Regions from separate parts of the Mus musculus genome. Here region 2 is linked to region 1. A link is a contact called in public promoter capture Hi-C data. All regions are on one chromosome and are shown on one strand. The core of a region is the stretch at or near the end of the contact, and the rest is flanking DNA. Distances in the headings are between cores, read along the strand shown. Region 1 holds the start of Tspyl2 (TSPY-like 2). Region 2 holds the start of Gpr143 (G protein-coupled receptor 143).

Region 1 (3,720 bases), core at 60-2,559:
TTTTATTATTTTGCTTTGTCCCCTTCATCACCCATTCCTGATCCCATCCTTCCAACCCCACATAGGCACCGCTCTTCAGTACTTAATGTGTGTCCTTCCAAACCACCGTTCATGTGTTTATTTACTTATGTGTATCTGTGGAAAATATATGGTATTGATGTGTTTTAATTTACATAAACAGTATTGTACTATAAATCTTGCTCTGTTTCTTTTTTCACTTAACATTCTGTTTTTGCGAAATCCAGCCATGTTGCTATACATAGATCAAATTTATTCTAGTAGTCCATCTAAAACACATATCACATCCATTTTCCTGTTGATGGATTCTGAGGTTCCTTCCTCTGCTACCACAGCAAGGCTGCAATGGGCAATTATCTCCTCTCCTTAGGAATGTCTAATGTAGAAGAAACAAGCTCAGAGAGGGGCAGTGATTTGGCTAAAGTCACAGTGGAAGTCACCTGCTATGTGGATTCTAGAACCAGAGCCAAAACTCCACCATCGTGCCTCATCAAAGACCAGCCATTTCTGATCACAAACAAAATAAAATATAATATTAGGGTACAATTAATAGCCGCATTCATTTAGGAAAAGCTGGGGTAGAAATTATGTGTAGACAAAGAGAATTTTAAAGTTCTAGAAAAATCTAGCACATTAGTTGAATCACCTTTTTTTTTTTTTAATGACGCAGAGGAAGTTACTCTTTGCATCTGTGGAGCCATTTTGCAGAAATAGAAAAAGCCATGTCAAAACCTGACCACCAAAGCAAAAAGACCTCAGATATTTAAACTACTAGCAGTTCAAAGCAGCCTGCGACTGAGGGGCTACAGCGCTCACCCCACAGGCATAAACTGGTGGGGGAAGGGACAGATTTTAAAAGTGCGTAGTTGTTGGGGGAGTGGGGCGGGGAGAATGATAGCGAGGCTCTCTGATTTCATTTGAGCACATCTCGTTCCCTGGTGCTTGCGCACTCCCAGCCACCCTCCCCGGGCCTAGTCTTGTGGTCTTCAGAATCACTGGTACTTTTCCCATTGGCTAAAACATTGCAAGACTGAGGGTGAGGGGGCTCCTACCCTAGCTTTCCTCATAGCCAATCGCCCCGCAGTTTTCCTCTCATCACTGAGGGGCAGTCAGCCTGATGATTGGTGGGCGCGAAGGGAGCCAATTAGAAAATGATGATGTGTAGTGTTGGCAAGCGGATTGCGTGAGAGAAGGCAGGGGCTGAGGGAACGCTACCGCCAGCTCCGAGGCCTGCAGCCAATGGCGGGCAGAGCAGACGCCATGCCAGGGAGTGGGCGGGGCCTGGGCGATAGGCGCTGTGGGAGTGGGGCAGGCGCTGTGGGAGGGGACGTCAGAGCGAGGTGGTGAGCAGAGCTGGTCGCGTGAGGTGTGGCGGCTCCGCTTCAAGTGTGACTGGTGGCTACGGCCTTGTCTGAGAGCCGCAGAGCCAGTGTTGTGAGTGCGGTCACCATGGACCGCCCGGACGAGGGGCCTCCGGCCAAGACCCCCCGCCTGAGCAGCTCGGAACCCCGTCAGCGCGACCTGCCGCCCCCGCCACCCCCACCGCTCCAGCGACTGCCCCTGCCTCCACCCCAGCAGCGTCCGAGACCCCAGGAAGAAACCGAGGCTGCACAGGTGCTGGCTGACATGAGGGGGGTGGGCCCCACGCTGCCCCCACCACTGCCCTATGTCATTCTTGAGGAAGGGGGGATCCGCGCGTATTTCACCCTGAGTGCTGAGAGTCCCGGATGGGATCACGCAATGGAGTCAGGGTTCGGGGAGGCCCCTTCCACAGGGATCATGGAAACGCTCCCATCTTCAGAAATCTCTGGGGGAAGCCTGGCAATTGACTTTCAGGTTGCAGAGCCCAGCAGCCTCGGAGAGAAGGCCCTAGAAACCTGTAGCTTAGGAGGGTGGGGGCCCCAGATGTTAGTTGGTCCGAAGAGGAAGGAGGAGGCTATCATAATAGTGGAAGATGAGGATGAGGATGACAAGGAGAGTGTGAGGAGGCGGCAGCGTCGGAGGAGGAGGAGAAGGAAGCAGAGGAAGGCGAAGGAGAGCCGAGAGAGGAGTGCCCAGAGGATGGAGAGCATACTGCAGGCCCTGGAGAGCATTCAAATGGACCTGGAGGCGGTGAACATCAAGGCAGGCAAGGCCTTCTTGCGTCTCAAGCGCAAATTCATCCAGATGCGAAGGCCCTTTTTGGAGCGCAGAGACCTCATCATCCAGCATATCCCAGGCTTCTGGGTCAAAGCAGTATCCTTCTCATCAGTATGCATGGGCCAGAAGCCCATGACTGAAGGGGAGATGTGTGGAAGAGAGAGAAGAGGTGTGGGGGAGGGTCAGAGATGAGGATGATGAATCCCCATTAGAAGATTCTAGAAGGCGTGGAAGAGGGATGGCAAGAGGGCAAAATCGCATCTAAAACTAGACTGCAGAAGGGAAAAAGAGTAGCATTGCAACATTTAAAAAGAAAATGGATCCCAGACAATAAAAGAGGGAGGGGTAACGGAAAAGGCACACAGCCCATAAACGGAGCAACAGATAGAGAAAGGAGGAGAGGAGGGGGGAGTACAGGTGATGAACTGACTAAGGAGGGAGGGCGCATAAGCTCTTCGGGAAGCGTGCTCAAACCACACAAGGCTCCATAAACCTGGGTCTCTGCTTAGATACCTAGAAATCCCAAATCTGTCTACCATCCTCTCCATTAGAGGGGAGAGAGTAGAAATGGGATGGAACCCTGAAGAATCAGGAGAAAGACCACTTGGTTGTGAGGCTCAAGTGGTTAAATGAAGGGAAAGGTACAACAGGAAGAATCCAATCCACTATTGGTGACTGTTGAGCTCATTCCCAGGGAAACACGTATGCAACATTTGAAATGCACACATTTTAGTAGAATTTATATAGATATAAACACTTGGCCCATGATTAAAAAGTGTCACATGATCATAGGCTCTCGGGAGTCAGGCACAGGGTATCAAGTAGATACAGATACATAACTTCCATATCTAGACATGAGGCAACTGGGCCTAAGCACACAGACTTCTAGAGGCATTCATCCATTATGTGGACACTGAGCATCAACACCTATACATGTAACATTTAAATGCAGGTCCTCGGTAACCAAATGTATCTGTACTTAGACTTGGGCTTTTAGCTCCCAGACATACAGTATTCTGTGAACATAAGCACAAGAATCACATGGACATGGTCAGAGACCCTTAGCATCTAGACCTACAGCAAATATGAACCATGGCAAGGCTCCCTGATGCTGAGGTTTAACATTGCATAAGCACTCACCTACTCCTCAGACATCACTCAAACACAGAAGGACCCCCCTTGCTTCAGCCTGTTTTGCTCTGCCCTCCCTGGCATTGAACAGTAAATCCTTGACCTAAACTGCTCCACTCATCAGTTCCTCAACCACCCCAGAATTTCAATCTTGATCAACCAACGTGACAGAGACATTTTCCGCTACTTGACCAATCTTCAGGTCAGGCCAAAGAAGAAAGCCAAGGAATCTGGTCTTTGGAGGTGAGGGGGTGGGTGGGAAGGGCCCTGGGAGGGATAGATACCACTATTACCCCACCCTGAGCAGGTACAGGACCTCAGACATATCTCCATGGGCTACAAAATGAAGCTGTACTTCCAGACAAACCCATACTTTACAAACATGGTGATCGTCAAGGAGTTCCAGCGCAACCGCTCAGGTAAGTGATAGTC
Region 2 (3,845 bases), core at 958-3,457, 440 kb before region 1:
AAACACCAGATTGAATTATCTTGCACTAAACGTGAATCTATCCCTCGTGGAAAGAAAATAGCTTTTCCAAATATGAGAGAGTGACTTGGGATTTACAGAGTATTCATCTAAACTCAAACTCTTCAGTAAACCTAGTCACATTTTTGTGACTCTTGGCAATGGGACAAAGCAGGTCTGGGCCTTGGCACAGTCAGTCACCTGTATCCAGGGACCTTCTCAAGGTGAAGTACACAGGAAGATGAACACAGGACACACAGCCTTTACCTCAAGGAAAAGAGCAATGACTGAAAACTGCAGTTCTCCCACAGGCACAGCACCATCAGGAAATGACAAAGCATAGACAGAATTTGGGTCTTATATTAACAGTCTCACTCTCGCAGACCATATAGGAAACAAATGAATACTACACATGATATGGAGAACTTGGTTTTAATTATTTTAAAGTACAAGTGGCATTGGTGTTACACTGCACAAATTTTTTTTTCACTGCACAAATCTTTTAGGTTTGGTTTTTTTTTTTTTTTAAACTGGAACCTAACAGACAGAAATGCACCAAGTCTGGAATTTGCTTCCAATTAACCCAGCTAGGAGAGAGAGAGAGAGAGAGAGAGAGAGAGAGAGAGAGAGAGAGAGAAATCTGCAAAGCTAGAGGAGGGACATCTGGAGATTCGGGATACTTCCTTATAATTATAGACTACCTTCATGCATATTGGACAATTTCCACACTAAGCAGATAAAATAAGTCTAGTTTAGAGCTCAGTAAAGTTTATTATGCTCTAGTCGAAAGAGGATATTGGCAAATTCATTTTGCTAAGGGCCAGGTAGTTAACTATGATTTTGTTTTATTTTGTTTTAGTTTTTTTGTGGACCACGGTGTCTATTTCCAGCTTTGTACTCTGTCCTAGCAGGGCTAACAGGGTCTCAGATCAGGAGCAGCAGATGCTGGGCAGTGCTATATTCCCATAAAACATTATGTAAATTAATGCAGCACCCACAAGCCATCAATCTTCTCTGGGGAGCGGAAAAGATTTTAAAGTGTTGTACCAGATAGCACTTTTTGTACTTGAGGGGCCGGAGATAGAGCTGCTTGGTAGAGCTTTTTACCCAGGGGCCCTGGTAATTTCCACAACAGCTCAAAAGACAGTACTTTCAGATTCAAAACAAAAACAAAGCAAACAACAAACAAACACACAAGAAAGAACATTCGCAGGGCAGTTGTGGTGCACGCCTTTAATCCCAGCACTCGGGAGGCAGAGGCAGGTGGATTTCTGAGTTCATGACCAGCCTGGTCTACAGAGTGACTTCCAGGACAGCCAGGGTTATACAGAGAAACCCTGTCTCTAAAAACAAAACAAAACAAAAAAAAGGGACATGCATACAGATGAAGGTCTGGTGTCTATTTGTCTATTTCTTCTCATAGAGGTAACCAAGGACCTGCAGTTTTGTTTCTGGTTTCCTTTGTTTCTGGATTTTAACTACACCTGCATGTCTGAGGTTTCCCTAATAAGTTCCACTAACAAACCCAACAGGATACTTTTGTTAAAGTTCCATGGACATTAATTTTACCAGTCACTCTGCAGAATTCTCTAGTACTATCCAGTCACCAGGTAAATAGATCCAGCCCTGCTCTGGACCCAAGAGCCAGTCACATATCTCAAAGCTTTTATCTGTTCTCAAACCTAGACTACCCTCTGAGTCCAGGCATCTTGGCCAGAGCAGATCCCAAACAGTGAATTCTGTACCATCCTTAAGCGAGGGCAGATCCCGTGAACCCAGCACATTCCACCCTGCCAGCTGCATATCCTAACCCCAAAGAGCTGGCTGCGCGCCCTTACCCAGGCAGCCAAGCAAGTCACAGGCAGTGGCAGCACGGAGGATGTGGACTGAGGCGGCTGGGGATGTCGCAGGCGCCCTGTGACCAACAGATCGACGCCCTGATAGGAGCTGAAGGAGGCCAAGCACCAGGCGGAGAGTGCCGCTTCCCAGGCACAGGGCATGGAACACCCGCGGTTGGAAGCTTAGCACCAGCTGTGTGGCTGCGTCCCACGTAGGGCAGCAGAAAATTCCCAGGCGCGGGGAGGCCATTCGTCTTGCTCAGGGACCGGTCTCTGGTTTGCGGAACCCACAGCTTTCAGCTTTTCCTGATCAGGTGCTGGGCTGGTGAGGGAGATTGGGCGTCATGTGCCCTGTGCCTCTTCCCGAACCTCAGCCCTTAGGCTGCAAAGGCTCCAGCTGGGCGGTGTGCCCTCCTCAAAGGCCACGAGGTCTCACGAGGCTAATGCTGGATATGCAGAGGGAGAGATGGGGGAGGAGCACCAGAAGTGGGAAAGGGGTAGCAATTTCTCCATCCACCAGGCCTTCCTTGTACCTTACCTCTACAAAACCTGCAACCCCTAACCTCCCATTTTCTCTTAACTGGTCTCTCTGGAGAGCTATGTCCCATTAACCAGACAGTTCCTGTTTCTGTCTGTGACATCTTCATGTGATGCCCGAGATGCAACCTACTGATGTTTATCCACTAAGCCTGGCTCCTCTGAATACATCCAAGAAAGAAATAGTATCTTCCTTTGTGGCCCTTTCTCATGGAAGCCCACAGAGACCTTCCATTTAAATTAATGACATCTTTAATTCCAGCACTTTGGAGACAAAGGCAAGCCTCACATCTATCATGGTCTACACAGTGAGTTCCATGCCAGCTAACACTACACAGTGAGATCTTGTCTCAAATAAGCAAACACCAAATAAAACAACTTACACACACACACACACACACAAACACACACACAGAGACTTGAGGGTTTTACCTTTATGTTTTTGAGACAGGGTCTGACTTTGTATACCAGACTGACCTTGAACCCTGAACCCACATAAATCAATTTGTCTCTACATCCAGAGTAGTGGTATTAAAATGGTGTGCTACCACCCTTGACCAACTGATACACCTATGTGCATGAATGGTGAAACAGGACCAAGATTACCAGAGGGGTGGAAATTTTCCAATTTAAAGCTTCCTGATTAGTCTAGTTTACTTCTAGTTTTACTCTAGCCAGGTTTATTGGTGTACACCTTTAATCCCAGCACTTGGGAGGCAGAGGCAGGCAGATTTCTGTGAGTCTGAAGCCAGCTAGGTCTACAGAGTGAGCTCCTTGACTAATAGGGCCACAAAGAGACCTTATCTCAAAATTAAAAACAAAAAGGTTTACTCCAGGACTCCTTAAATCCCACCATGTACCTGCTAGGTCAGTGCCCGTTTAGAAGTCCCACTTCAGTCAAGCCTGTATTCTCTGACAATGATGAGAAATCTGGCAATTTTCACACTTGAACCATAAACAGAGAGTTTTCAGGTGAAAAGAGTGTATAGAAAATATCCACAGGGTTTCTAACCTCTCCCATTATGTCAGAAAAACTATTCATGTAATGCATACAGTGAAATGATATCAATTCTGCTAAGACAAATAACTGATTTGTTATATTGAGATTGTTTTTTATGTGTATGGGTGTTTTGCCTGAATGTACACCATAGGTGTGCTTCACACCCATTAAGGCCAGATGAGAGTATTTATCCATCAGATGATTATTACAGATGGTTGTGTGTTGCGTCCGCTCTCAACCAGCAAGAACGACACAACCACCAATTCTTCTAACAGCAGTTTATTCAGCAAGCTCCAGTCTTCATCTCTCTTGCTTCATCTTTTTCTCCCCCGAACCCCGGGCCTCTCACTCTTATATACTCTCAGCCCCCATCCACTCATAGCAGGCCATGCCACCTCACCAGGCACACAGCTTCAGCCAATCAGGGCGGCAGGGGCATGTCTCCACCAAATATGGACTTGTTTACACCGCCA

The links. Promoter capture Hi-C pulls out the DNA fragments that hold promoters and counts their contacts.
Region 2: a contact with region 1 is called in a promoter capture Hi-C map of embryonic stem cells, with 2.5 times the contacts expected there. The contact joins the promoter of Gpr143 here to the promoter of Tspyl2 in region 1. A contact is called at or near these places in 3 of 39 promoter capture datasets (embryonic stem cells, hippocampal neurons and liver) and 1 of 115 datasets of contacts at active chromatin or transcription factors (stem cell-derived neural progenitor cells).

What each region holds. Positions count from the first base shown.
Region 1 is chrX:152,340,073-152,343,792 of GRCm38.p6, reverse strand. It overlaps Tspyl2 (TSPY-like 2), which reads left to right and starts at 1,309. Exons shown (of 7, transcript NM_029836.4): 1 at 1,309-2,253; 2 at 3,413-3,490; 3 at 3,596-3,707. The coding sequence starts at 1,468. Gpr173 (G-protein coupled receptor 173) reads left to right here. Exons shown (of 4, transcript NM_001359449.1): 4 at 1-195.
Region 2 is chrX:152,780,283-152,784,127 of GRCm38.p6, reverse strand. Gpr143 (G protein-coupled receptor 143) reads right to left here and starts at 2,207. Exons shown (of 9, transcript NM_010951.3): 1 at 1,836-2,207. The coding sequence starts at 2,085.